Linked DNA regions of Mus musculus: all the other regions are linked to region 3. A link is a contact called in public HiChIP or PLAC-seq, Micro-C and promoter capture Hi-C data. All regions are on one chromosome and are shown on one strand. The core of a region is the stretch at or near the end of the contact, and the rest is flanking DNA. Distances in the headings are between cores, read along the strand shown.

The links. Promoter capture Hi-C pulls out the DNA fragments that hold promoters and counts their contacts. Hi-C and Micro-C count contacts between places; a contact is called where the count stands out from the background. HiChIP or PLAC-seq counts read pairs in DNA pulled down with a chosen protein or histone mark.
Region 1: a contact with region 3 is called in an H3K4me3 HiChIP or PLAC-seq map of bone marrow-derived macrophages, with 2.6 times the contacts expected there. The contact joins the enhancer-like site here to the promoter of Dera in region 3. A contact is called at or near these places in 6 of 484 Hi-C or Micro-C datasets (embryonic stem cells, liver and nephron progenitors), 2 of 115 datasets of contacts at active chromatin or transcription factors (bone marrow-derived macrophages and embryonic stem cells) and 3 of 9 other capture datasets (adipose tissue, embryonic stem cells and pancreatic islet).
Region 2: a contact with region 3 is called in a Micro-C map of trophoblast stem cells, with 5 times the contacts expected there. The contact joins the enhancer-like site here to the promoter of Dera in region 3. A contact is called at or near these places in 9 of 39 promoter capture datasets (embryonic stem cells, liver, stem cell-derived epiblast-like cells and 1 more), 1 of 15 datasets of contacts at CTCF or cohesin (embryonic stem cells), 19 of 484 Hi-C or Micro-C datasets (ECoMG myeloid progenitors, embryonic stem cells, liver and 4 more), 4 of 115 datasets of contacts at active chromatin or transcription factors (embryonic stem cells, intestinal crypt epithelium and intestinal villus epithelium) and 2 of 9 other capture datasets (adipose tissue and embryonic stem cells).
Region 4: a promoter capture Hi-C map of hippocampal neurons shows a contact between it and region 3, with 3 times the contacts expected there. The contact joins the enhancer-like site here to the promoter of Dera in region 3. A contact is called at or near these places in 1 of 39 promoter capture datasets (hippocampal neurons), 3 of 484 Hi-C or Micro-C datasets (cerebral cortex, liver and trophoblast stem cells), 2 of 115 datasets of contacts at active chromatin or transcription factors (bone marrow-derived macrophages and embryonic stem cells) and 2 of 9 other capture datasets (adipose tissue and pancreatic islet).

Annotation. Positions count from the first base shown.
Region 1 is chr6:137,821,266-137,827,159 of GRCm38.p6, reverse strand. All of the region lies in intron 6 of Dera (deoxyribose-phosphate aldolase (putative)), which reads right to left. Among named protein-coding and RNA genes, the nearest start is that of Gm38552, 32 kb to the left of the region's middle. Within about 2 kb of position 1,924, at least 29 of the 459 cell types and tissues checked have an H3K27ac peak or open chromatin away from gene starts, as enhancers often do. A contact at or near this core is called in bone marrow-derived macrophages, where this site is marked.
Region 2 is chr6:137,841,829-137,847,271 of GRCm38.p6, reverse strand. No RefSeq gene overlaps it. Among named protein-coding and RNA genes, the nearest start is that of Gm38552, 12 kb to the left of the region's middle. Within about 2 kb of position 3,696, at least 14 of the 459 cell types and tissues checked have an H3K27ac peak or open chromatin away from gene starts, as enhancers often do. A contact at or near this core is called in trophoblast stem cells, where this site is marked.
Region 3 is chr6:137,750,271-137,756,123 of GRCm38.p6, reverse strand. Dera (deoxyribose-phosphate aldolase (putative)) reads right to left here and starts at 1,547. Exons shown (of 9, transcript NM_172733.1): 1 at 1,486-1,547. The coding sequence starts at 1,516. It overlaps Strap (serine/threonine kinase receptor associated protein), which reads right to left. Exons shown (of 10, transcript NM_011499.3): 10 at 4,194-5,573. The coding sequence ends at 5,512.
Region 4 is chr6:137,869,651-137,875,112 of GRCm38.p6, reverse strand. No RefSeq gene overlaps it. Among named protein-coding and RNA genes, the nearest start is that of Gm38552, 16 kb to the right of the region's middle. Within about 2 kb of position 4,127, at least 16 of the 459 cell types and tissues checked have an H3K27ac peak or open chromatin away from gene starts, as enhancers often do. A contact at or near this core is called in hippocampal neurons, where this site is marked.

The sequences.
Region 1 (5,894 bases), core at 675-3,174, 71 kb before region 3:
CATGATTCCATTTCATTTCCTCTCATCATACCAATGATACTTCTCTCATATCCTATTTAGAGACTGCCCCAGAGTAGTAAATACTCACTTCATCCCAGCCCGTCTTCAAATAACACGACACTACTATGCCTTTGCCTTTTAATAAAGAGGTCCTAAATTGTTTCTTCTGTCTGTCAAAGTCCTGCTGTTGCTCATGAGTTTGGAGTTTCCCCCTAAAGGCCTTCCTTAAACACCTCCTGTGAGGAAGATGATCTAGCACTGCCTCCCTCGGCTTCTGCTCAAGATCAGAGAAGAGGGACAGCACCACTGTTACAGAGCTCCACTGTGAAGAACTTCTTTCCCTCACTCATTGCTGACCTGATTTCTGATGAGAAGTGTGCTGAGGTCATTTCCTGTCTGTTGGGGTCATTTCCTTTGTCTGCTGAGGTCATTTCCTTTGTCTGTTGGGGTCATTTCCTTTGTCTGTTGGGGGTCATTTCCTTTGTCTGTTGGGGTTATTTCCTTTGTCTGTTGGGGTCATTTCCTTTGTCTGTTGGGGTCATTTCCTTTGTCTGTTGGGGTCATTTCCTTTGTCTGTTGGGGCCATTTCCTTTGTCTGTTGAGGTCATTTCCTTTGTCTGTGGGGTCATTTCCTTTGGCTTGGGTAGGTAATATGTTTTCTTTCTCTGGCTTTAGTTTTTCAAGGTTCCCTGCTGCCTTTGATTTTCTCCTATTTGTATATGCCATGACTAGGAACAATTTTCTTTGTCAGTCTCTAGTTTTCTTAAATCTGTGATTTATGGCCTGTCCTTAATTTTGGAACATTTCTAGCCATTATATTCCCTCTATACAGTTCCTCCCTTTCCCTATCCTCTTTCTCTTTCTGATACTGGAATTACACCAGCATTATAACTTCTGAAGTTCTCCCCACGTTTTTGGAGCTTTTGTCTTTCCTAAGGACTCTGTCTCTTTACATTTTAGTCTCAGAAGCATCCATCAATCTATTGTCACAGTCACATGGAAAAGCAAGATCTGGAAGTATTAAGGGCCATGCTAGGTCCTTCCTTCCTAGACATCAGGTGTGAACTGAAATTAGAATGCATAACGCATATGGTATATACAAGGAATACTGTGGAATATGTCAGATAGATACGATGGTCAGAAAGAACTGCAAAGTTTGAATTAATCCCTTCAACTAGATTGATGCAGGGGCGATGCATGGGCGCCATTTGTGACAGACGAAACTGGAAGATAGGGTCTGTGGGAGAGCCTGGCCATCAGACATAATCTCTGAAAGCAGAGGTGGCACTGCCTCCACGTAAGTAAGCTGTTAGGGGACACAGTGATTATATAAACGTATGTTTTAGGTGATGCTACTATTGGCCTAGGGACAACTCCGCATATGTGAAGCCCAGGGTTTCATCAAAGCTTCTGTTATGTTTCTTACATTAAATCACTATAGAGGGTTTTGAACCTGCAAACATCTGGCTTCTGTCCTGAGGGCAGCATGAGGTCTGATCACATGACTCCAGGGTTTTTAGCTGCTGCATTTACTGTCTGTCATGGAAATCAGGAAGAAGAATGACAGAGAATCACACAGCATACAGTTCAGGCATTTAGGAACTGGCTTTCATTAGATTTCAGGAAGAAAAAAAAATCAAGATTTGATTACACCGAATATTTTAGAAAATACATCCTGTCAGTGCTTTCCCACTGCCGAAGAACACTGGACTCGCCAGTGAGACTAGGGAGCCACACTTTAGTTTCATTTCTCGTTTTAATATTATTTCTCCTGCCCTTTGCTAAACAAAACTACCTCAGAGAAATACATGCTGCTTTCAGAATCATCAAAAGCCCTAAACACAATCAACTCTCCTCAGAGCACATGTGAACCCAGTCACAGCCAACCCACCTCAGAATGGGTGTGAACCCAGCCACAGCCAACTGTACCTCAGAGCACCGTGAACCCAGCCACAGTCAACCCACCTCAGAGTGAGTGTGAACCCAGCCACAGCCAAACCTACCTCAGTGTGAGTTTAAACCCAGCCACAGCCAACCCTACCTCAGAGTGAGTGTGAACCCAGCCACAGCCAACTGTACCTCAGAGCACTGTGAACCCAGCCACAGCCAACCCACTTGAGAGTGAGTGTGAACCCAGTCACAGCCAAACCTACCTCAGTGTGAGTTTAAACCCAGCCACAGCCAACCCTTCCTCAGAGCTAGTGTAAACCTAGCCATAGCCAACTCTACTTCAGAGCGTGTATGAATCTGGCCAACCAGACCTCCCTCATGCTGAGTTTAGGAGCCAGAACCTTAAGAGAAAATACCTCCCCATCAGCATAAGCTATCCTACAGCTGGTCCACAAGTTTAATGACATGAGCTAATGCCAACACTAGGTGGGAAAGGCCTGAGACGGTCAGGAGTGGTCCAATCAATGGACCAGTGCTCAACTGTGAGTAGCTGAAATTAAAATTAATAATAAATACACTGCTTTACATAAAACTGTATTTCTTATTTTCCTCATTTGGCACCTTTAGCTCAGCTCTCTTCTTGTGGTCTAAGGCTACTCAGAGCTTTCCTGCAGCCTGTAATTACAAGTCTCCATGGTACTGTTTCATTAAAAACTTCCATTAAACAACAGCTGCCCCTGTATATGGTCTTCTAATCAATTTGGTCAAAGACAATGACTTCTAATCAGCTGTTGATAAAAATAGAAGATGAAATTTTAATTCTAATAGATTAACCACAAACTCAAGACAGTCTTCAAAATCCATCTAACTCGACCCTCCAGTGGATTTAATGACTATTCAGCAACTCATTACTAAATAGAACAAGACGAACATTTTCCAGTTCATTAAAGAAATGTACTATGTATTTTTGCATTGTCCTCATGATTCGTTACAGGGAGTCTTAATTACAAGATAATGGATAATGGTTATTAAATGCAGACTGCAGTAATGAAGCCCTATTCATTTGCGAGCCTCAGAGACTGCAAAGGGAGGAAAATAAAATTACTAGCTTCAAAAGATTAACGGATCAAATTATTATTCAATTTTCAAAATCTCATTCAGACTTCATAGAAACAAGAAGAGATTAAAAACTAGTATTAAGACCAAAGTAGTACATTTACAAAAATAATATCTTAGGGCTATTGCTGCATAATAAGCTTCAGATGTGATTATTTTTTAAAGTATAACTAACAATGGGAAAACATACATTTTTATTTCCTGAACAAATCTTATTTATGATCCAGGCAGTTTCTAGTAAGACCTGAAAGCCTGGGTGCCCATGGAAAATGTGCTTCAATGCACAAAGGGGAACACAATGGGAGCTGTTATTAACAATGTGTGCTTTACTAATGAAAAATAGGGTTTAAATTCGACTACTGCCGGAGAACGCCTGTCCCTAAGCGAAGTCGCATGGACCCTACAATAAGAGCCGCTGAGCACGCTGTTCATTAGCTTTGTGCTTCCTGTGACTCCCTGAGAAGTTACCCATTAGAGGTAGTGGGAAAGGTTTTTTTTTTTTAATGGTGATTTTTTAACACTAATTTACACTTACAATCCACAATGAGATACTTTTTAAAATAAACAGGATGTATAAAAGTATGAGGCACCAGATTAAAACCTATTAGACTCGTTTGTTCCATATGAGCTTAAAAATAATTTAGGGTGAGAGATAAAGATCCAATTTCATGGTTGAAAAATGTCTAAAGAAGGAAGTTGGACGCAGCAGTGGAATGCAAATCTTCAATCTAAGAACAGTCGTTCCACCAAGATGTGGGCACGTGATCCATAGAATGTCTTCCCGTGGGAGAAAAGGGGAAATGTCTGGAGAGACAGACAGACAGACAGATGGATGGACAGATGGATGGACAGATGGACAGACGGACAGGCAGGCAGGCTGGATGGCAGGCAGAAAGGGAGAAGGTCGAGGAGAAGAGAAAGGGGGCGGAAGAAAGGGAGGTGAGGGTCTTTTCTCTCTCTCTCTCTCTCTCTCTCTCTCTCTCTCTCTCTCTCTCTCTCTCTCTCTCTCTCTCTCTCTCTCTCTCTGTCTGTCTCTGTCTCTGCAGACACAGCACTGATAGTGCTTTCCCCTGTGTCCAGTCCATCGTATGAGTGAGGCAGCACCGTAAGAAGTCAGGCATAGCCAGACAGAATGGGAACCAGAAGGCAACTACAATGTCAGGGTTTGAAATGTCTCTAAGACACCAAGGGTGTGCTTGGCTCATGGAAACCACATGCCTTGAAGTTGGTCTCCTCCAAATAAAGATGAAGATGTGGTCACAAAGAATAATACAAGACAGCGTGATTCAAAACAGATTGTTCTTGGTAACTGGCAGTAGTGTTGTGGGGAGATGGAGCCGTACCAGCAGCAGTCTGGATGGGCTCGTGGCTCAGAGGGTCAAGTGACTGCCTAGCATGGGTGATCAGCAGCACTACACCCGGCCAGGCTCACACCTGCAGCTCCAGCATTCGGGAAGTGAGCCAGGAGCATCATGGGAAGGCCCTCTCTGACTTCACAGCCATTCTGGCTAACATGAAATCTCAGTATCCTGCCCCACATGGGGGTGGGGGCTTTCAGTGATAGCTTTATACTCCAGAAGTTCCTTTTAATTTAAAATATTTTGTTTAAAATAAATTTTAGAACTGTGACTATACTGGAAACTAGTGAGTGACCAATGCAAGTAAAGTCTGCTGCTGCCTAAATCCTAAGAGTGGACGTCGGCTGCGTAAGTCCTTAGAGTGGACGTCGGCTGCGTAAGTCCTTAGAGTGGACGTCGGCTGCGTAAGTCCTTAGAGTGGACGTCGGCTGCGTAAGTCCTAAGAGTGAACGTCGGCTGCATAAGTCCTAGGAGGGACATCAGCTGCGGAATCTTGTAAACACACTAAGCTTTATTGTCGTGGCTGGTTTGCAAATTTCAAAACAGACAAGCTTTACTTAACTCAAGTAGCCAGTGTGATTTGTTCAGCATTTTGAACTATGAATCACAATAGTGAATGTCTGGGGTCTTAAACTTTTCTGTACATAGTCTCTATTGTTATATATTGTTAGTTGTCCAGAAAATAGGTGTGAAAATCTACAAAGAATTTCCAAACTAAAATGTTGGAGTCCCCACCCACCCACCCCCAGCCCCCATTTTAGGGTCTCGCCCTCTCCTTGCCCTCTCCTGTGTGAGGCTGAGGAAGGAGAGCCATGGGGACATCTGGGACAAGAACAAAGGCCCTGCCATAGGCACCGAGTGGACTACAACAAAACGGTGAGGTCACAGGGACGAAAGAGGAGACAATGGAAACTAACTGCAGAGCCAGACGTGGTTACACAGCCCTGTGATCCTCACACTCAGGAGGCTGAGGCAGGAGGACTGCATGTTTGAGGCTACTCTGAGTTAGGTAGTGTGAGAACCAGCTGAAGAGAGAGGGAAGGAAGGAGGGACCGAGGAAGAGCTGGGGTGTATCCACTATCTGACAAAGGAGACGCACACACAGTGATGAGCTATATAGTTATCTGATCTCACATTTTAAACTGTATCTCGTATTCTCTGAAATTTCCTACTGATTCCAAATAGGACACCCAGAATGCAGGCCTCCTCCCTAATCACTGTATGAGGGACGTCAATGCATACAGTTTTTAACGCTATCCCTGGTTGTTGGGATAGTCAACGAAACAACCTTCAAAGTCAGGCATTCAACTACCCGCAGCATTACCATAGAGCAAGAAACTTCAACACGATTCGTAAGTCCTTAGAGTGGAGTCCTGGGAGGGACATCAGCTGAGTAATCTTGTAAACACACTAAGCTTTATTGTCATGGCTGGTTTACAATTGTCACTCCCAGGAAAAGACCTGTCAGGAGGGTGTCAACAGTGGGGGCTTCCTACTGGCCAGAGACAGTCAACCTGTGACAGTCAACAT
Region 2 (5,443 bases), core at 2,447-4,946, 89 kb before region 3:
ATGGACTGAACTTACCAACCAATATTTTATTATAATGATAAAGTTCTAGTATATTATATCCCAAATATTCATACCCAAGTTTTAAAGTTCAAATCAAGCATTCACACAACTGCAATATCTTGTCTTTGCAAAACCTCGCTACAGGTGTGCCAAATGCTATAATCAGTCTACCAGATAGATACTGACTGCGGTTTAAAAGACAGAATCTAATAACATTTAGGAGTTCCACAGAGCTCAGGAAGTGAAACTAACAGGTAACCATGGAATGGGGTGAATTTTGCACATTAGCTGGTAAGTCATTCCAAAAGCATTAAAACTTATTTCAAAGATTTCAAATGTACAATTACTTTTGCTGTCACTCAAAGCATAGAATCAACACTGGGGGAGAGAGACAGAGAAAGAAAGAGAGGCAGAGGCAGAGAGACAGAAAATACTTTTATTGGTTCATCCGAATGAATAACTTTAATGAATACAACTGTTTCCCCAAACATTTTTTTTATATATTACAATTCATCTAGCAAGATCAGCAAGTGGGGAGGAGTGGGGAGAAGGCCAAGTGAACCATTTCTCCCACCCATCTTCCTATCAGAATGAAAATATGGCAAACTGCATATTTGAATAGGCCAAAAAGGCACACAAATAGAGAGGAGCTGCCTAGAGCCTGGGTCTAACATGGTGTCCCATAAAGGAAGAAAGCACAAAGCTGGGACCTGGGCTTGACCAGCCTCGCTTCCCTTGCTTGCTACTGGCAACCAAGTTCTGATTCTGTGACTGCTCAGTTTCAAGCCTGGCCTCCTTTGTATCTGTAGCCACGCTAAGCACGTGTCTAAGCATGTACATGCGCAGAGCGCCCTTACTGATGGGCATTCCTAAGCACGTGCCTTAGCCTGTACATGCGCAGAGCGCCCTTACTGATGGGCATTCCTAAGCACGTGCCTTAGCCTGTACATGCGCAGAGCACCCTTACTGATGGGCGCCCCTAAGCACGTGCCTTAGCCTGTACATGCGCAGAGCGCCCTTACTGATGGACGCCCTTAAGCACGTGCCTTAGCCTGTACATGCGCAGAGTACCCTTACTGATGGGCGTTCTCTCCACTGGACTACAGGATCCTAGATTTGCTGCCCTGTGGTTTAGAAATCCCTTCATTTGACTGAAGAAGAATACTCCATCCAGCCCGATGCTGCCCCACCCTGCTTCCTGTAGCTTTATAACATACTTGCTAATGAACGCGGAATCAGGAAGAGATAAGCCAACGGTTTTATTATAAGAATGACGAGAATGGTGTTAAGCAGTTGCTATAGAGCAAGACCCGAGAAATGCCTTCTGAGTTTGAACCTTCCTTTCTGGCACTGCCTAGCTGACAGATGAGCTTCAAGGAGCCCCAGCAGGTAGGACCTGAGAAGGAGCCTGTGCACATATACAAAGAAGCTTATTTGTGTGCTGGGGACATGGCTAGGCTGGCAAACTGCTGCAGTGCAAGCACGAAGTCTCAAGTTCAATTCCCAGAAGGTCTAGTTTTCTGTTTTGCTTTTTTAAAAAAAGCTAAGCATAGCAGTACAGTGTGAGCCTGTAATCTTAGCCCTGGCTAAGCCTGGGTTGGGAACATCCCTGGGGGTTAGGACCAGTCAAACCAAGCCAGTGAGCTCCAGGTTTATTTTAAAAAATAAACCCAGACTCTAAATACATAAGCAAATAAGTAAGGTGGAGGGAGACTAAGAAAGTTACTCAAAGGCAACCTCAGGCCTTCACATGCACACAGACACCTGTGAACACACACATGAGTACACACTAATACACACACAAACCCACATACACGTACACACATACGTGTACACACATGCACACATGAGCGCATACATTCACACACGCATGCACACACATTCACACAAGCATACATGTCCAGGCACACAAACATATATACACACGCACACACATGCACAAGCAGCACACATACACACACGTACACACACACATACAAACACACATACACACACACAAAAAAAATACTTTTTAGAAGAGATTCTTATTGCTAAATCCTTACTTTTTTTCTAAAGTGGTCAGGGGAGTACCTGAAATTTATCTTGTCACTCATTTCCCAACTTCCCAGAATCAGTTGTATTTATTATTCCCCTCCACATTTCAGAGGGAAGGATAAGCTTTATCTGAGGGTGAGATATTGAATAAACAGATGATTCAGGCTCGGCAGCTTCCAACCCCCCTTTCTTAGCAATGTTTGGCCTTAGGAGTTGTTGTTGCTTCCCTATTCAAAAGTGAACTGGAATCCTAGTCATGGAACACATAAAACCTCCCCCTATTCAAATGCAGCACAGTTTCCAACTACATGGCCAGAAAGCCAGCACATCTCAGTAGACGGCATGCACCGTGAAGACGAGTCAGATCTGCTTTGGCTAGGTCTATAAAGGCTGGCAGAGGGAAATTTCCTATATCAGTCCAGCATCAAAGGAGAGAGGTGAAGCTACCAGGAAATCAAATAGCAAGTTTGTATATGCAGGGAGCAGCCAGTTACTGAGAATGGCTGGGTAGTCAGAAAGTAGTCATGAGCCGCTCTCTGGCAGCTGGGGACAGCTAATGTGGAAGGGATGCACAAAACCACATAACTGTGTATCATAGGAACATGTCTGTACACAAGACTTCCTACTAGGATGAGATGCATTCCACACACAGACTTCTAGCCTGTAAAGATGGGCATCTGTGCAAAGCCACCACAAGAAAATCAAATAAGAAACTAACAGAAGGGAAAAGAATATTCATTAGAAAAGACTTCTTCATACAGAAGATAAAATTATAAATCAAATTTGTTGACATGACGGTAAAAACAAAAACCCAAATAAAGCTGCCTTACTCATAGAGCAAGAGCTCATAGCAGGTGCACAAGAGCCTAGGACCATCGCAGACAATCCTTCAAGGGATAGTCTCTTGTGCACTGTGTAAGAGCATTCACCTGTCAACAAAGAGCTGAAAGGCCAATAGCAAAGCAGGAGAAGATAGGCGGGATTTCCAGAGAGAGAGGCACTCTGGGAAAGAGTCCAAGGTGGGAAGAGTCTTCACCTAGACATGGAGGTAGCTGGACATAAGTAACGGAGGAGAGGTAAGTAACCAGCCATGTCACTGATGTAGACTTGTATAAATGGGTTAATATCACTAAAGTGCTAGTTGGGGAGCAAGCCTGAGCTAAAGCCATCAGCACTGTAAATAAAATAAGCTTCCATGTCATCATTCGGGAACTGGGTCGGACATAGAGAAGACCAAATGGTTACACAAAAGAATAATAAAGGGGAGAGATAAAAAAGACTTGCATGGGCTGGAGAGATGTTTCAGTGGTTAAGAGCATGCACTGCTCCTACAGAAGACACAGTTATCAGCACCCACATCAGGTAGCTTACATTCATTAGTAATTCCAGCTCCAAGGGATCTGATGGCCTCTCCTGGTCTTATGTGGGTACCCAGACACATCACACACACACACACACACACACACACACACACACACACACACACACACACACACACTTCCCATCATCATAATCATCACCACCATCATCACCAAAGGTTTTTAAAAGGTTTAATAGTTCAGAAATATGGTAGCAAAGGTTCAGAGGAAAAGAAGACAAGACAGTGGCTAGACTCAGTGGCTGACTCAGTGGCTGACTCAGTGGCTGACTCAGTGGCTGACTCAGTGGCTGACTCAGTGGCTGACTCAGTGGCTAGACTCAGTGGCTGACTCAAGCGCCACCTGGAAGAACAGATGATAAAATCATTTCAGATAAGGGGAAATCATGACGTTTAGCCAAAGCTCCCTTCAAAGTCAAACAACCTTAATGCAAAACCCATAGAGTCACCAAGAGGAGCGGGAGGGAAGCAATTGCAGAAAAAAAAATTGTTACTCTTGATTAGAAGCCAACAGATAGTCATGTAAAGAAATAAAAATGTAGGGCTGGAGAGATGGCTCAGCCGTTAAAGGCTAGGCTCACAACCAAAAACATAAGAAATAAAAATGTAAACATCACTAATTAAAGTCCCCTCGCAAAGGATGCCGCAAGACTTCTTTGAACTCACTGCACAGGGCCAAGAGATGAGGGCAGGTCTGAGAGCTCAGCTTCAGCGAACACCAATGCAACTGTGTGATACTTAGTCCTTTACCACCAGAAGCAAAAACCTCTGCCCAGCACCGCAGGGCTACACTGTAGTTGATAATCAATAGAAATATAATGTAGTTTATCCCCCAAGAAGCCAGAATGTGCCTCCCCACACTCCTGGGTTGCCAGGATACAGGCAGGTGATTCGATCCCTAACAAATGGAATGATGACCCAGAAACTCGGTATCCAACATAACTGTGAGGAAGCCAACCTTTGCCACCATGGCAGAAGTTCTGGAGCCAAGTGCCCAAGACAAGACTATAGTTTTACGGAGTGGTTTGAACAGTGTTCTTAGCTGCCTTCCTATACTTCCAACATTCTGTACAATGCTCGGGATATCATAAGCACCCTTTCTGCACATATACTAGGGTAGAATCCTGTTGTTACTAATGCCCGGCTATGCACAGTATTGGCAGAGCACACGCTTAAAAAGCAAAAGACAAAAAACGTAAAACTCTTGAACACACTTAGCACCTAACATTTCCATAAGCCCTAGGGGTTCCCTACACAGAACCTTCAAACAAAAAGCCAACTGTCTGTGAAGTGTGCCTCCCTAGAGCACGTTATCTATCCCAAATGTAAGTTGAAGAATGGCGTCTGTTACAATAAGGCTCGGCATTAAGCACCTGACTGCACTTGAATCATCAAAAGCTAAGCATTCCAATTCGGTAAAAGGAAGTGCAGCTGGGTCTCACCACGCTTGTTTGCTGGAATCCGTCGGAGATTTCAAGGGTAATGATTCTAAAGACGTCTAAAGTGTTTATTCTCGGCTCCAACGCTTGCTTTGAAAGCCCAAAGTGGAATCAAGTTCACTGTGAACAGATTAAGGGATGGTGTCACTACCATCTTTCCCACTCCTACTCTAGGATATGAAGACCAGAGTAACACACCACACTCCTGGGGTTGCACAGGGATACAGCCCTGTGGCCAGTGGGTTTGACCGGCTCAAGGATGCACTCACAGAGTTGAGGACAAGCATTCCTTCCCAGGCATGGTTCCAGTATCCCAATCTGTATCTTGATGTAAGGTCTCAATTTCCAGTCTTAAACTGCAGACTCTTTAGGTTGGCAGCATAAAGCAACCCAATCAAAGGGTGATCTACTCAGGGCACAAGATCACCTTGAAACACCCCCTTGATGGCATGTTTCAGGACTGAATTGGCTCACAATTCACCTAACTTCCCTTTGCTAAGTTGAATACAGAAGTCTCATTTTTCTTCACTCTGAGACAGTCTCATATAATCCAGGAGGGCATCATACCCCATATGTGGCCAAAGATAACCTT
Region 3 (5,853 bases), core at 298-2,797:
TACCACAGCACACAAAAACTCTTGCAATCTATGTGATTATAACAAGAACAGTAAGGAAAATATAATCTATACATGGAGGTGTGAGTGCACATTAACTATTACTCTAAATAGCAGCTGTTAATGTCTACACTGTTACTTTGCAACACGGGAAAGGTAGTGTTTTGATGGCTTTTTAAGAAAGCTCTTTCTATATAGTCCAGGCTAACCTGACACACAACTGATGCTGGGGTTACAGGTGTGTGCAATAGCACCCAGCCCAGGACTTACACTTTAAGAAAGTAAAAATGGCCGGACAGTGGTGGCGTACGCCTTTAATCCCAGCACTTGGGAGGCAGAGGCAGGTGGATTTCTGAGTTCCAGGCCAGCCTGGTCTATAGAGTGAGTTCCAGGACAGTGTAGAGCTACACAGAGAAACCTAGGGGCTGGGGGCGGGGGGGGGGGGGGGGAGTAAAATTGGCTTAATTGCATCTCCTGAAAGGAAAATTTGAAACTTTAAAAGAGCTGTTGGGGGGGGGGGGGAATTATGTTACATCCTCGACCTTGTACAAAGATGCAGACTAGCTTCATCTTCAGCCCTTAGTCCATCTTCCAGGGTCACTGCTAAAGTTTACACTGCAGGGATAAAGTGTAAGGCTCTGTTGGAGAGAGGGACTAAAGTGCCATTAACCTGGTACAGAGACTACCTGTCAAGCATGCAATTCTAAACACTTCTAAAGTCTAGACTGGCAAGTCCCTTCTGAAAAGAGTAACCCTGTGTATCACTCACAGCCACTCAAAATCAGTCCCTATGAAAAGAACTTAGTGCGCTCATTATCGTTGCTTATTCAACACTAAGTGCAGAGAAATATACCAGCGGCTCCAAGTATCCCCTCCTCACACTATCCAAACCACCTTCAGACAGAAGTAGCTTCCTAATAAATAACTACTTTACAGATGCCGGTATATAAGCACAGAGTGAGTAATTTACCCAAAATCACACACCTAAGAGGGTCCAGGATACAAAGCAAACAATCTATTATGCAAAGTTAAGTCATTGACATTTGGCTCAGTCACGTTTTTGCTACGTTTGAATTACAGACTTTTAATTTTTTTTCCCAGAAATATCTGAACTAGTATCAATAAGGTGAAAAATAGTTTTAAAAAGAACATTTTGTCTAAGCATTTAAAATCATTTTTAGCAGACGGCGATGACCACCAGCACAGCCAACTTTGGGAATGGCTACGTGAGTCCGGCAGTAAATGAATGGCACACAAGTACCCGGCAGGCTTTTCACTCGGGTTGGTTTACTGCGACCACAGAGCTACATAGTGCAAAGATCTAATTAACCCTTCCTTGCTTCCGCTTAAAGGGTTAAGACTGCATAGAGCCTGGCGACAGGGCTGTCCCCGAGTTCTGCCTCAGTTCAGGTCTCCGCCCTCCGGGGATCGCCCTGGGCACCCCCACCCCCAACCTGGCGAAGGGGAGCGCAACCCGCTGGCCCTTACCGAGCTCTGTGCCCCGGCAGTGAGCAGCCATTGTGGCCACCGCTGAAAGCCAACCCTTGCTCCAGGTCGCCACACGGGCCTGGCCTTCCTCCTTCCTGTCAAGTCCCCGCCCAGAGCCACGCCCCTTTTGCAACGCCCTACCAAAGCCACGCCTCTTCGGTCCTGTACCACTTAAACTTTTCTCCAGCTCCTGGGCTTGGAGCCCAGCCAGGTCATCACCCTACCTGTTCCCTGTCTTTCCAGGTCAGGCCTGTGACTTGAGCATTCCCCAGCTCCAGAAGTCTCCCAGACCATTTTTAAATGCTTACATGGCCAATTGAACTAGACAGAATCAGACTTAGGAACTTTAGCTGTAGGATCATGTGAGTGGCAGGACTGGATTCTTTCTTGCATGAGCGGAGCAATGTAGTCTTGGACCCGAATTGTGGGTAGTGTTCCAGAGCCCTCAGGGGACAGCCAAGGTAGTCTAGGAGCTAGAACGCGCTGTAATTTCTAGTCTGGACTCAGTGAAAGAGCAGCTAGGACATAAGCTTAGGAAGACTCGGTTTCTTATTTTTGTTTTTTTTTTTTTTAAGATTTATTTTATGTATATGAGTACACTGTAGCTGTCTTCAGACACACCAAAAGAGGGCATTAGATCGCCATTACAGATGGTTGTGAGCCACCATGTGGTTGCTGAGAATTGAACGTAGGATTTCTGGAAGAGCAGTCAGTGCTCTTACCGCTGAGCATCTCTCCAGCCCTTTCGTTTTGTTTTTAAGACAGTTTGCTTTGTAATCACGGTTGGACAAGAGGTTGCTGTGTTGAATCTCCTGCCCCAGACCCCAGATCCCCATTGCTGGGATTACAGGCAGATGCTACATTCAATAAAAGGTCCAGCTTCTTTCATTTAGAAAATATAGTATTTTCATTTTTGTGTCTACACACATATGTGTGCATAGCACATGTGTTCAGGTATGTGCAAAGGCCAGGCCAGGCCACTCTGGACCAAGAGTTAGTCAGGAGCTGGGAACCATACTTAAGTGTTAAGAAGCGCAAGCACTCTCAACTGCTCAGTTCCCTCTTCAGGCCTGAAAAGAATTTTTTTAACTTAGTTCTGTGAATAATTGAGTATGTAACCTAGGACACACTACTGGCCTTAGTTCTGTGAATAATTGAGCATGTAACCTAGGACACACTACTGGCCTTTGTGAACTTCATTTTCCTTATCTGTAAGAAAGGATCGCGACAATTTCTTTGCTTTCTAAAGTTGAGATTCAGTGATGATTTTTCTCAGCCTGGTTTCTCTGAATTACTCCAGGTTCACAGTCTAGGGGGTGAGCCACTGTATCTGTACTCACATGGACCATCTCTGCTGAGCTACAAGTTTGTCTGAACTACAAGTTTCTCTAGTGAATCAATTGCTCTAGTTCTTTCATCTCAGGAAAGTCCTGCCAGAGATGTACATATACCCAGAGACTCAAATTTTGAGAATTAAGCAGCAATCTGGTAAACAGGTCTCTAATGAGCTCAAACTATTTGTAATTCAATTCTTAGTGACTAGAAGGTTCTAGGACATAAGTCTACTTACTGCAAAACTGGGTGATCAAAATAGGTTTGTATGCAAAGTTGTAGTTTGTAAATACCTGAGGCCATGATAAATGTAAGTTATTAATGTGGTGTCAGATACACAATTACTCTGCTAGATAGAAACCTGCTTATTTCCCTACTGAGCTGCCATCTAGTCTGGTCCACACACAGCTACTTCTAAATATTTTGGATGTATGTCTAGGCCATATTCATAATGCCACTGTTATTTTCACTTAACCTTGCAAAACTTGGAGCAAGCACTAAAAACCTGGAGCTTATCTGAAACCATCTAGATCACCAAGAACGCCAACATCACGCATAGCCAAAATATTCATGTCTCAATGGAGAAACCTATAGAATTAACCTAGTCACAATGACCAAGCAATCCTACCTAATATGTAGCTATCTCGTGTGGCCTGGCCATGTTCATTAAGTGCACACATATGCACTACCATGTCTGACTTTACACGTGGCTGCTGGGAAAGCAAACTCGGATGCTGGAACATGCACAGCACACCCTTCACTGACTAGGCTGACTCGCCAGTCCCCACTTTACTTGGAAGTTTCAGCCCCACTGAAAGTTTCAGCAGGCTATGAGAAAATTGGCACACTGTCAAAGAATTATCTACCAGCACCCACAAGTGTCCCAACCTCCTGGTTCATATTCTAAAGCCTTTCCTACAGTGTAGATTGCAAGGCTGAGAACCAGGCAAAGGCGGGAGGTGGGAGACAGCAACATCCAAGAACCATGGGCAGCACAAGGAAGGATTAACAGAAGGGAGCTTCCAGGAAAAGCACACAGCCACGTGTAGGAATCAAACACACACGTGGGGTCATCCATGCCTTTTCATGTGAGCACCTGAATTTAAGGTAGCGTCAGTCACTAAGGAAGCTGAGAACAGGTTTAGCTGAGGAAAGGCTTCTAGCATGAGGGCAGAGGTTTCTCCTGGTGACTCAGAACAGAATAGCTTGGCCAGCACCTGGACTTTGCTCAAGTGAGCCTTGTTTCAGCCTCAGGACACTGCGATCTGTTACCAAGCATGCTGGTTCAGGCTACAAACGTGCTGCAGCAATAGGAAAGCAATGGCACAAAATAAGAAATGCCCTTAATTTATCAACTTCAGGAATCCAAGCGACTTCCATTACAAAAGATGCACTCAATTTTATTTAGGGTCAGACTCTCAGTCTAATCTTGATACATGAACAATACTGCTACAGAGCAGAAAACCAAGCATGTTAAACATGGACAGGGGAACACCACTGCCTGAGGCTCATCAATGCCTGTGACGGGCTTCCCTGGCTCTCCCAGGAACCGCCTGTAGTGCCGCCAACTTCTAGTCACAAACTAGTCGAGACTTTTCTGATCAAAGTACTAAAGGCCACTCAGAAGATAAATTACCAGAAAGCAAATTAATACAAGCTGTTCATCTGTATTTCCAAATTACTAACTTAATCTCTTCACATTGTAAAATAAGTAAATAAACTACAAATTTATTATCCAATTTATTAAAGGTTGACTTTTTGAATGACCCAAGTTTAAATATGAGAAAGTTTGGTATATCATAAATACTGAAAATTAATGATTAACCCAGTTTCATTAAATCATGTGGTTATTTGTACAACCGAGCAGATGTTAGACTACGTACAGCAGTTTTTCAGAATATTTTCAGAACTGAGATTTCAACTTGTTTACTTGCTCTTCCTAAGTGTTTTTCTGTTTTAGTAACTAACATGCATGTTTAAAGAGACAAGAGAAGCAATTGTATCCATCCAGAAGGAAATAAATGAACACACAACAAAAGATATGAAAATTTCAAGTTTAAATAATTCAATTTCAAATTTAGGAAATGTTTAGTTCAGACTCTATAACCAAACTGTCTTTGCTCTGGCTGGCTGTGTATGATATAGAAAACTTTGAATAGTTAGTTTTAGTATTCAAATGTATCAGAATTTCCAAAAAAAGAGAAAAATTATTATTTTAGAGGCATTTTATTTAGATAACTAAAAATATGAGCTGTTCTGAAGCAGTCCTTGTACAATGAAAGAGATCAAACCGGTTACTTTATCATGTATTTCCTCCTCTTCATCACTAGGCAAGGACAAAAAGGCATTCTTCTTTAAGGGAAAGTCAGAAAAATAGGCCAATATATTTTTCTTCTTCATAACATAAACAGCTAAAAGAAATTTAGGTGTAAAATGGAGATTGTAAGTTGGCTTTTCATTCCAAACAGCAGGCTATGGCACTATGTGAGCACAATCCTCCTGCCTGCACCTCAGACACTCAGCCATTTTCACTCACGGGCAACACTGAGTAGCTGTTCGTGCACTGGAGCTAACTCATATGCCCCAATATTTTCTGCCCTCTTTGCCTCAGGCAGACAGTAACTCTGAAGGCGGATGCTTGTCTCTGCTTGTTTAGTCCATGAACATATGGTTTCGGCAGCACACGTCTGATGCTCAGGCCTTAACTTCAGGAGTTGATGAATAGATGGAATCTGAATTCTCTGAAGCAATTTCTTCTGCATTTAAAAGATAAAATCATAGTCAATTTAATAAAGAGAAGAAGAAAATCTACATTTCTGTACAAGGAAGAAATGACAAGGTCTTTTCAAATATGCTGAGGTGAGGAGGAGAGAACAGACAGCTACTAAACATGGCCTTATCCCAGGACTCCAAACACCCAAGCAGAGCTCAAGCCATTTCACCAATTGTTTAACCCCACCCCTCTCCCTTCAGGATAAGCTTTCACTGACTCCAACTACCCAATCAGCATTTCATTAAATCACGCTTTTTTGGGTC
Region 4 (5,462 bases), core at 2,878-5,377, 120 kb before region 3:
TCTGTGAGAACGGCGTGAGCAAATACGCAGGAACCACTCGGAACAACACACACAGGAAGTATGACATGTGGACCTGGAAATACTTGTGACATTGAGCAATGTCTAAAAGTGTCCAGGCATTTAGTTCTATTTACCTTGCTATTGTTGTTTCTTATATTAAAAACCTTGATACATTCTTCTTTGCTGGAGTCACTACCTGTTATAAAATGTCACTAGATGTGCTGTGTAAACAGAGCTACTGGATACAGTGTTTCTTTACCCTGCTCGGGACAATCAGGTAAGTGATGCAGATTTAGATCCCAGCCCATGCCCAAGTCAACAGAGGAGGCCTTCTGACCTCAGTGGTCATCACAAAAGCAGATTCCCACCATCCACTCCTACTTCCTGCTGACTGCTTACCTGTGTGCTCTTCCAGGAGGAGGGCGTGACCTTGAGACATAGCCATTCGCCAATTGAGTTTATAGAGCTGCAGGGTCCAGAGAGACTCTGGCTCACAGCCAACCAAGCTCTCTCTCTGGCAAGCTCATTGCCTTGATGTTAACAGTGGATCTGGAAGAGTAGAGTCTTTTCGCCCTTTGCACAGAGCACTTTTATTCACTAAATCTTGTCAAAGAGCCACCTGTCTTTCATCTGCTGTGGTGGTTGAATTCCATTCGAGGGGCAAACACACACATACACACACACACACACACACACACACACACACACACACACACACACACCTGTTAGTGTTTACCTGACACTAACCAGGGTCATTTGGGCAGAAGGAATCTTAATCAAGAATTAAGGATTCTTAATTAAATTAGTTAATAAGATTAGCCAGTAGGCAAGTCTGTAGGGCATATTCTTGATTGATGACTGATGTGGGCTCACTGTGGGTGGTGCCACCCCTGGACTGATAGTCCTGGATGGTGTAAGAAAGCAGACTGGACAAGCCATGGACAAGCCAATAACAGCACTCCTCCATGGCCACTGCATCAGCTCCTGCCTCAGCCGAGTTCCCGCTCAGCTGAATCCTGCCCTGACTTTCCTCAGTGATAAACTGTTACCTGGAAGTATAAGTGAGATAAACCCCTTCCTCCACAAGTTGCTTTCCGTTGTTGTGTTTATCACAGCAATGGAAATTGTAGCAGAGCGAGCCATCACAGAAGAAGGAGCAAGAGTAAGAGAAAAACACAGAGAAACAATGTATTCTGGAAACAGGGCTGCTGTACATGCAGACTCATAGCTGCCATGGCTGCCTGTAGGCTTAGATGTTTCAAAACCTACTTAATTAAGGGTTCTTAAATACTTCAACCTTTCTTCCAGCCCTCCAACCAAAGGTAGAGAAGAAAGCCTGTTTAGAAGTAGTCCTTTGAGATGGTACCAGTCTTTGTTGTCAGGACGTCAATAGTCTAGTCCAAAACATTAGACTTGAATCAGTACCGGCAGCCTGGTCCAATCAGCAAACACATATCAGTAGCAGCAGCTCGATCCAGAAGAAACCATGAAGCTCCACCAATTTGGTACAAGTCCACAGAAGCACCCAGAATAACCATGAGAAGTTCTTTGGCAAGTTTCTCTCTATGAAGTCAAGGCAAGTGAAGATCAGTATAGACCAGCAAAACTTTGAAAGAAGAAGCAAGGCAAGAGCATCATTTGCAGTCTGTTGGGCTCTATTTATACTCTTTCAAACATCATGCGCCCTTTCAACTGTCTGCCTCATCAAAGCATCGTCTCATGTGTCTGCTTCAGGAAAACATCCTCTCATGTATCTGCTTCAGGAAAACATCCTCTCATTACCCAGCTTCCAGAAAAAAAAAAAAAATTACATGACAACTGAGCCTCCAAGGAAACCAGAAATTATACTTCAGTTGTCTGTACAAGATCTGCACAAGATCAAGCCAGTAAGTGTTCCAGTTTGGATGGGGAGAGGGAGGGATCATGAGCTGCCATACGTAGCTGAGGACAGTTGACAGTCTGGGGGAAAGAAGAGTCACTTCTTAATGAGGTTGTGGCCCTGATAAGTTGACCATGGATGCCCAATCCAAGGAGATTATGGCCAGCATAAACTGTGCCAGTGGGTTATTTTAAAAATAGTAATAATAAAAAGGACACGGAGATGAACAGGGTGGGGGCAGATCTGAAAGGAGTTAGGGAGAAGAGTGAAGATACGATCAAAGTACATTATCTGCAGTTATCAAGAATTAATAAGAATATTATGTATTAAAAGTGTTTAACACATCACTTCTTGGCCTTTTGTCTAAGATCAAGTGTAAAAGTGTTTAACCACAATGGAAGATAGGAATATCTGGAATCTCTAAGCTATACAGCAATAACAGATTCAGAAAGCCTCAGCTTCGTATAGGATAGAAGCAAAGCACCTAAATAAATAATACATGTGTGCAAATAATCCTGACTACCAGGCCTGAGGGACAGCACATGATGGGGTTTACTGAATGTCAGAGACGTTTGCTGAGGGACAGCAAGGCCACAGCTGTCTCAAACTAGCATTTGCAGAGCTGGAAGAAGAGTCCAAGAGGGAGGTTCCACAAATACCAACTTAACTGAAGCTGATCCAGAAGAGACACGTTGTTCCTTCGGCGCCCTCTATTGACAAGGTCAGGCTAGTGCCATTCGGCGAGGCATGCGTCATTCAGTGAGAAGAGAGAGTAGATTTGTGTGCCGCTTAGAATCAACAAACTGATAATTGGGTCCGTACAGATACAAAATGCCTTTTTTTCCCCCTAAGACATGCACACAGAAGAAATGCCTGTTTCGTATTTGTGCAAAGACAAGCTGGGGAATTGCTTTGAGTCCTGAGATCATGGTGAGGGGTACCTGGCATGCAACCATTGTTGCTCTGCTCGGCCCCAAATAACCAGTCTGTATAGGCAGCCTCTTCGCAGCACGACACTATGGCTCGCCGTCACTTCCTGTTTGAATTACTTTTTTAAAGACATAAACAATAGCAATCACACACACAAGCCTCTCTTGTTCAGTTGCTCTGAACAGGTTAATTGTATGCTGAGGAAAAGCGTTCCTTTTCTAATGACTCAAAAGCAAGACAGACGAGTGAGTGAACGTGTGATTTGATTCAGACATTCTTCTTAGATTGTTGCTGTTTGCGGCCATCACCTGGACCTACCCCTAACACCGGTGAAGTTAAGAACCTAGACTATCTAAAGGCATCCGTCCCAGGGTTCCTCAGGCTACTGGACAATTTCCATTTCTTGAATGAAAAAAAAAATCTCAGAATTCATTGATTTGGGGGTAAAGTTACTGAAAGCATCGAGGAAGGTCAATGAAACGGGTTGCTTAACTGAGGGAAATAGATGCCATCCTTGCTCACTGGTAGTTTCTGTGTACTCTTTATGCATAAATCAGTCTCGTTTGTGATAAGGAACACTGGAAGGGCTTGGATTCTCAGGAGGAGCAGACAGAAGCAGGAGCCCTGGGCCGTGGTCTAGGGAGGGCTTTGTGTGAAATTGCTGAAATGGAAGCAGACAGCGAGTTAATTCTGTTGCATTTCTGATGGGTTACTCTGCCGTGCTGGAAATGCTTCGAATGTGGACACTATTAAAGAAACTAAGCACCCGGTGGAAAGAGCGGGACAGGGTTGTTTTAGGTAAACTGGGCTGGTTGCAACAGCGGATAGATACTTTCTTTCCAAGCCTTCGAAAAGTAAAGGGGATACTCTCTTTCCAAGTCTTTGATGTTATCTTTCAAATGGGGGATGAACACACTTTTTGTCAACTTTCTCTACACCCTGAAATAACAAGACTCCATTCCCAAGCTTTTCTGTACCATAGTTAACAATTATTCTAATTGTCAGTCCCTGGATTTTTTTTTTATGCTTTCCCTGAAATGTGATAATTTGTAGGCTAATGTAAGAAATTAGACCATTTCCTAGTTTTTCTAAAAGGAAAGCACAAGGCTTCCTCTCTCAATAGATTGACATCGCAACCCCTCCACCTGTGAGAATCAATGAAGCGTTCACTCATTCGGAGTTCTACCGCCTTCTTGTCAACAAGGTGGAGGGAGTTTGTTTTTTTTTCTTTTTCTTTTTAGTGCTTTCTCTGTACTGTCATTTCAGATTCACAGTTGCTAAGTATTCCAGGAGCCCAGCAGAGGGACTCTCTCATGGTGTGATTTGCAAACTTTGAAATAACACCCACCATCAGAAGCACCATATGTTGCTGCGTTATAGTCAGCTGACAGGAGCATGTCATTTGTCATTCGAAATTCAGAAAATGTCAGCATCTTCATACCCAGCAATTGCCTACACGCCTCTCTGGTTAGCAAAGAGCATCATTGAGCCTAAGTGCACATGAAAATATGGGAGTCGTATGGAGGAATAAAAATAGCGGAGTCAGTATTAAGACACACAGCTTCATGAGCATATGGACAGACAGATCAACTTCCTATGCTCCCACCGTGTGTGTGTGTGTGTGTGTGTGTGTGTGTGTGTGTGTGTGTGTGTGTGTGTGTGTGTGTCTGTGTGTGTCTGTGTGTGTCTGTGTGTGCATGCATGAGTATGTATGTATGTGTGCGTGCATCTAGGAGAAAGGTCTGACCCATAGGGTTAATGGCATTTGGGCTAATCACGTTTTCTAACACTGGTGACTCAAATGTATCTTTTAATTATAAAATAGGATACCAAAGAATATTTTTTAATCCATTAAAGGCAGATTCAACATAAAACACAAGCTGTTTCCTTTGTGATTAAATTGCATGCAGCTGCGCTAGCTTCCGCAGAGCCAAGAGAGAAAAGCACTTGGTAATTCTTCCTAATTAGAGGATGCTAATTACTCCTAAATACAATGCACTTTCAATGTTATAAAGGTTCCTCTAAATCAATGTTTTTATAGGGCTAAAAATTAATAATGATTTCAAATCCATTAACTGTGGCCAAACTACCCATTTGTTCATGCTTGCACATGACTTTACAATGAAATCTCTGAACTGAAATGAGGTGAGGACCGAGCCACATGGCCTGGCGTATTAGCACATTATTTCCATGTTGATCAGTGCCCCATGGTGGTGTTTCTTCCCTGTGCTCATGTCATGGTGGAAGCAGAAGCAGGCACTCTGTGGTTGGAGCATGGTCATGCTTCCAATTTGCCTTCACTCTGTGTTCCCATCAGATAGCGGAACTTCCCTGCAGCAGGGGCTGGGATCTAAGTTCTTAATCACACGAGGGACCCATGGGGACAGAGAAACTCAGTTGCTGGGCACTACACGTTTTCTCCTTTGACACAAAAGTCCATGAAGACTTTGAGAGTCAAACAAAAGTTGTCCATTTTGTCTAATTAAAATACCAGGGCTGTATCAATGTATAGAACCAGTGAGATGTTTCAGCAGGTGGAAATGTCTGTTCCCATGCCTTATGAGCTGAGCTCAGTCCCTGGAACCCCCCCCCCCAACACACACACATGATAAAATGAGAAAAACAACTACCTTTATAGGAAAAGTATAGTGTA